Regions from separate parts of the Mus musculus genome. Here region 1 is linked to region 2. The links are chromatin contacts, called in public promoter capture Hi-C maps. All regions are on one chromosome and are shown on one strand. The core of a region is the stretch at or near the end of the contact, and the rest is flanking DNA. Distances in the headings are between cores, read along the strand shown. Region 1 has its middle 46 kb from the start of Ankrd44. Region 2 overlaps Ankrd44 (ankyrin repeat domain 44).

Region 1 (2,951 bases), core at 132-2,631, 160 kb after region 2:
CTCTCCAAAGGTAGATTTTAAAAAACCTCTCCCTCTCTCTCCCTCTCCCTCTCCCTCTCCCTCTCCCTCTCCCTCTCCCTCTCCCTCTCCCTCTCCCTCTCCCTCTCCCTCTCCCTCTCCCTCTCCCTCTCCCTCTCCCTCTCCCTCTCCCTATCTCTGCATTCTTATGTGTATATGTGTGTCACGGCATTCATGAGGAGGTTAGGGAGTGACCTCTATGTGTCAATTATCATCCTCCGCCTCAGTCGACACCACCGTGTATGCCCGACTGGCTGGGCCATGAATTTCTGGGGATTCCCTTGTCTCTGAGATCACTGTGAGCCTGATACTGCACCAGCCCATCAAATAATATTCGTACTTCTCTCACTCATGGCTGATCCATTTGATTCACAAATGTCCATCCTTGTTTTGTAATCCACTCTCCAATTTATGCCAGTGCCTCCCAGCCCTGTCAGACTCTGGCTGTCCACTCCTCCACTGTCCCTATCTGACTAAGTTCTTTGTACAATGGTGACTTTGAAAGGATAGGAGCGGTTAATAGAGAACTTACTTTTCAAGACTCGTGCTGTAAACATGAGCATCCAGCAGGCACCACAGCAGAAGATGGCAAGGAGAAGCATCATCCAAGTTCACACAACTCCATGATACTCCAGAATGAGCCTGTGATGACCATGCTTGGTCGCCAACCTGACTACATCGGGAATTAAGTAAAATCCAAACATGGAAGGTACTCCTGTGAGGGATTTTTACTCAATTTGAAGTAGGTAGATCCACTTCTAATTGATCTTTGAGGCAAGAAGACACACCTTTAATCTGGGCCCCGCCTCTTGCTGGAAGCCTTTCTAAGGACATGGTAGAAGGAAGCGTTGGCTCTTTGCCTGCTTGCCCTCACCTTCCTAGCAAATCCATTCCTTCACTGGCATTACAGCCTACGTCTTCAGGATTCCAGCGTCTTCTGAAGACCAGCTAAGGCATCTAGCCTCTGACTTCCAATTCCCAGCCAGCCATTGTTGAATTAGCTGGACCAAAGTCTTTGAGTCATTTAATAAATCCCTGTTTTATATGGAGAGAGAAATTCATTCTATAAATTCTGTTACTCTTAGAGAAAACTGACTAATACAGTGCCTGAGGCCAAGTCATTGGAGGGTCATTTACATTTATAGGTCATTTTTACTACAGCATCCTGAGCCTCTTATTCTGTTCAATTTTGTCAGATTTCAACAAATGAAATGTGATTTTGCTGTTACTCTGCCTAAGGAACAGAAACTATTGCTCGAGAGAAGCAGAAGCAGGCAAGGAACATGGGCCTAGTTCACATTCCTCCTAACGACCACCTAAAACCATCACTGGCATGTTTTCTTCTTCTTCCTTGTGGGCAAGCATGGAGCTTCAAGGCCCAAATCTGCACCACATGGTTTTCATTTCCTGGCCTCCTCCCTGTGCACACATGAAGTTACTCCAGATGCAAACATTTACACATTTTTTTTCCTCAGGAGCAAATGAGGCAAAGAAAGTCAATACTCTGCATACATAGCAGCCCAAGTCAAAAACAGCATCTGTCCCCCGATTTGCAGTGACCCTGCTACAGCCAGGGAAGCATTTGGACACCCACTCTCCTCACCCACTCTCCTCACACCCACTCTCCTCACACCCACTCTCCTCACACCCACTCTCCTCACAGCTCACATTCTAGACTGGCTGGTATCCTTAGACTTCTAGTTGAAACAGTAGCTGCTGGGGAGGGAGAATCGGTCTTCTCTGTTAATGATCGCCTGATATGTTCCCCAATCCCAGGAGTCAGCCCTGAGCGTGTGTACATAAAATCAACACTAAATGGGAGCAGTGGGAGATAAATGTAGGAGGTGTATACGGATGGATGGATGGATGGATGGATGGATGGATGGATGGATAGATAGATAGATAGATAGATAGATAGATAGATAGATAGATAGATAGATGCAGATGCCTATAACAATAATTATACAAGAGGTCATGAACTTGAGAGGGAGTCAGAGGAAACATGGGAAGAGTTGAAATGGGAAAAAGAATGATAGAAGTGATGTAAAGACATTATATGAAATTATCAAAAACGCAAAAAGAAATTTAAATTAAAAACTCCTATTGAGTTTCTAAATAAAAGTTTCTAAATAAAAGTTTCTAAATAAAAGACCTAAGGATAAACCGAAACAAAATGAAGAATTTCTGTGATGGAAACTGTAAAGCACTGAAGAAAAAAAGTGAAGAAGACAGAAGATGAGTGTGCCTCTTGTGCTTGTGGATTGGCAGAATCCAAACTGTGAAACTGGCTCTGTCACCAAAAGAGAGCCACAGATTCAAGACACTCCTCATCAAAATTCTAGTAACACACTTCACACTCACACACAAAACCAAATAAGCCTAAACTTCACATGGAAACACAAATTATTCCAAACAGCTAAAACAATCGTCAGCAAAAAGAGCAAACATGTCAAAAATGGTTTAACTGAGATGGCAGCTCGGGCTGAAAGAGAGGAACTAGAGGGACGGAAGAAAGAACGGAGCCAAGTCAAAAGCAACTCTGATCAAAGCTCAATTTTACTAAATCAGCACGCAGTTATGAAGGAGAGGAAGGGGGGGGGGGTAGATTCCCGCCAAATAGTCCGGGGGGACCAGTAGCAGGGTGACCACGTGGGTGGCTCCAAACAACAACGCCACAGGTTCCAGCAGTAGGCGTGGCAAAACGATTGAGCAGGTAAACTCCATCCAGGTGTAAACAGTGGAACCCTAAGGCTGGGGGAGGGGAGACTACACAGAACCACAGTAACAATGGTATTAATACAAAAACAGAATGGGCAAAACAAAAACACTAAACCCAGAAAGGAGCCAACATGGCAACAGCTGCCTGGCAAAGGTTGAAAGGTTTGTTGAAAGGTTTCAACAAACATTGAAGGAAAGGCAGCCGTTTCAGTAAT
Region 2 (2,993 bases), core at 211-2,710:
TGTCGTCTTCCCTGCCAAATTCAACATTGTTCAAAAAGCAAATTTCAGTCAGATGGAAATAAAGAAACATGATGCTCTGAGACACCAAGCAAATCCCTGGAGAAGCAGCAGGAGCCTCCAGCACAAGGACCCTAAAACCACAAACTATGGAGTCCTTGATTTGTGGTTTGCAGTCACTTGGAAGAATTCTTCCACACTTAGCTTAGTACCCTTTCCTCTGAAACCTCTTCGGCTGATCCACCAACACTGCACCTTGGCTGCACCATAAGGTTCTAGGATGGCTGTCACAGAACCTGAGCTGGGGACAGAGGGCAGGTAGAGTGTAGTTATCCAATATATCACGACATCTGTGCACAGTGCCTATTCAACACATGTCTGATGACTTGATTTATCTTAGAGTGTCTACTGAAGCCTATGACCCCAAAGGACAAAGACCTGCCCCTCTGAGGGTGGCCTGCAGGTTTCTGTGCTAAGACAGAACTAAGTGGGAGCCATGTTTTCTTAGGTATCTTGTACATCCTCTAAACTTGAGTGAACAGATCAACCTGGATCCCATCATGGGCCTTGTTTCAAAGCCTTCCCGTCCATTGGGGTGCTCTCAACTAGAACCATATTTGCAGTCAAATCCAATGAGTGAGAAATGTAGCTTTTATGAGAAGGTGGAGGCAGGACATGAAGTTCAGCTGGTGCTAGACCCCCTCTGTGATGGCTGCCTGCTGTAGAACTATGTTTTCTGTGATACCTCACCTACAACAATAAGACCCAAAGAGTGGCATTAATGTGACTCCAAACCTGTCTCTTAAAGTCCCACTCTTAAGAGGTCAGTGATTTGTCAGAAACACTGACTCTAAGGTTGGTTTTTGTTTTGTTTTGTTTTGTTTTGAAGTCTATATTTGTCTCTGGTTAGCCTCAGAGTACACATGAAATGATCAGACCTCACTAAAATAAAACTACTGGTAAAGAACATTCCAGGCACAGGAAATGGGGATTCTGGAACTATCAATGGAGTTAGAAAGCAAGCCAGAATCTGGGGAGAGAGGAATTGCTGGCAGGGAACGCTTGCCCTCCTTCTAAAAATGAGAGGGCTGGAACTGAAGTTGGGGGAAAGTCAGCATCCACAGGCTTCATAAAGAACATAAAAAGGAAGCAGGATTACAGTGTCAAGACTTTCCAAGGGTCAACTCCCAAAGACAATGAGGTAAGCTGGGAGATCCACCTCCTGGTCATGTCATGGGACAAGAACCTAAGTTTACAGGAAATTCAGTTCATAGAAAGAGAAGCTACTGTAATTCCAACACAGGCAGATAGAAACTTTCTATAGTTCTTGGGTCACTAGTAGCATGGCCTCAGACACTGACAACTGCATATGGGCATGTCCAACAGCAACGCAAGGACAGATTGGAGAGGCAGTGGAGCACAGTTACTAGGTTACTAGAATCTCCAGGCGGCACTGAGGGCTCAACACTCGACACACTTTCCCTTTCCCTCTGAGGTGCCAGGCTGATCTCTGGAGGCAGCACACTGTGTGGCTCATAGTTCATATACTGTCAGCTGAAGAGCAGTGCCCAGGGAGCCCATCACACAGCTACAGCTAGGGCAGGGCCACACACTGAGGAAGGAACAGAGTGGTTAGAGAGCCCAACCTCTCCCTGGGCCTTCACTTTCTGCCACTGTGATTTTCTTCCACCAGGCCTGCCTCTTGGCCAGAACTACCGCCGCCGCCGCCGCCGCCGCCGCCGCCGCCGCCTCCTCCTCCTCCTCCTCCTCCTCCTCCTCCTCCTCTTCCTCCTCCTCCTCCTCCTCCTCCTCCTCCTCATTTTCTCTACCCCTCAGTTGTCTGGATTTGGTTCACTGTTTATCCCACATCTGGTTTTAGCCACCTGAATGGCAGTACGTCTAGCAGACTCCAGAGGTCAAAGGTTAAAATCAAACAGGAACAATGACCTTGGACGAGTCGCTAGCCCCCTCTCTAGCCATCATTTCTCTGTCAAATGAACATAATAATCAGACTTTTTTCTCCTGAATTGTGGGGTGAGATTCTGCTTAGAAAGTACCTGGCAGGACTCCTGCTGTGTGGTCACTTCCCAGAAACTGCTGCCCATCACAGCTAGCTCCTCTTTTTACTCTTTCCCTAACATGCCCCTTCTGGCTTGCTGATGGGAAAAAGAAGGAAAGACAGAGTGGGTAGAGATGGGTCTGGGAGAAGATGAAGGAGGCACCTGCCAAATCTGGTCTAAATTCAGAGTAATCAAGATGGCCTCAGCCAAGCAGGTAAGAGTAAATATGTCTGAGGCCAAATACCTCCTGCAGTAGGTTCTAGGTCTAGAGATCAAGATGGAAACATGCTGATTTCTGAAGAAGAGTGACGGGAACTGATAGCACATGCCTCTCTGGTGAATGCATGCTAGCTTACCATTGCCAAAACCTCTTGTAGGCTAGTTACTGGGTGACAATATGTACTGGGGCCAACCACAGTAAAGGGGTCCCATGAGTGTCCCCATCTGTGAGTTTAGAATGGGGACTGGCAACCGGGGAGGAAGCTCACAAGGGGTTCTAACACTAGGACACTCAGAAAACATTCTACATAAAGAAGGCGATGAAGAAATGGCCAAGTGCTGGAGCTCTCTTAGGGACAACACCGGAAAGAAAGCCTGTGGAAGCACCACTGTGGGGGGCGCCACTGGTGCATAAGAAAACAGTGCAACCTCACAACCCAACCGACAGAGAAACCGAGTTATGCGGGCAGCTTATAAATGTGGACTTTTTAAAACAATGGCTCAAAAAGGGCAAAGGGGCCGGGCGTGGTGGCGCACGCCTTTAATCCCAGCACTGCACTCGGGAGGCAGAGGCAGGCAGATTTCTGAGTTCGAGGCCTGCCTGGTCTACAAAGTGAGTTCCAGGACAGCCAGGGCTATACAGAGAAACCCTGCCTCAAAAAAAAAAAAAAAAAAAAAAAAGGCAAAGGGATGACAGATCGTTATAAAATGAAAGGA

Evidence for each region. Capture Hi-C pulls out chosen DNA fragments and counts their contacts.
Region 1: a contact with region 2 is called in a promoter capture Hi-C map of pancreatic islet. The contact joins two enhancer-like sites. A contact is called at or near these places in 1 of 15 datasets of contacts at CTCF or cohesin (the NIH/3T3 cell line), 24 of 484 Hi-C or Micro-C datasets (the 63-12 cell line, the C10 cell line, the CH12 cell line and 15 more), 3 of 115 datasets of contacts at active chromatin or transcription factors (embryonic stem cells, large pre-B cells and stem cell-derived neural progenitor cells) and 4 of 9 other capture datasets (adipose tissue, embryonic stem cells, liver and 1 more).

Annotation. Positions count from the first base shown.
Region 1 is chr1:54,970,775-54,973,725 of GRCm38.p6, forward strand. No RefSeq gene overlaps it. Among named protein-coding and RNA genes, the nearest start is that of Ankrd44, 46 kb to the left of the region's middle. Within about 2 kb of position 1,382, at least 17 of the 459 cell types and tissues checked have an H3K27ac peak or open chromatin away from gene starts, as enhancers often do. A contact at or near this core is called in pancreatic islet, where this site is marked.
Region 2 is chr1:54,806,586-54,809,578 of GRCm38.p6, forward strand. All of the region lies in intron 2 of Ankrd44 (ankyrin repeat domain 44), which reads right to left. Among named protein-coding and RNA genes, the nearest start is that of Ankrd44, 120 kb to the right of the region's middle. Within about 2 kb of position 1,461, at least 11 of the 459 cell types and tissues checked have an H3K27ac peak or open chromatin away from gene starts, as enhancers often do. A contact at or near this core is called in pancreatic islet, where this site is marked.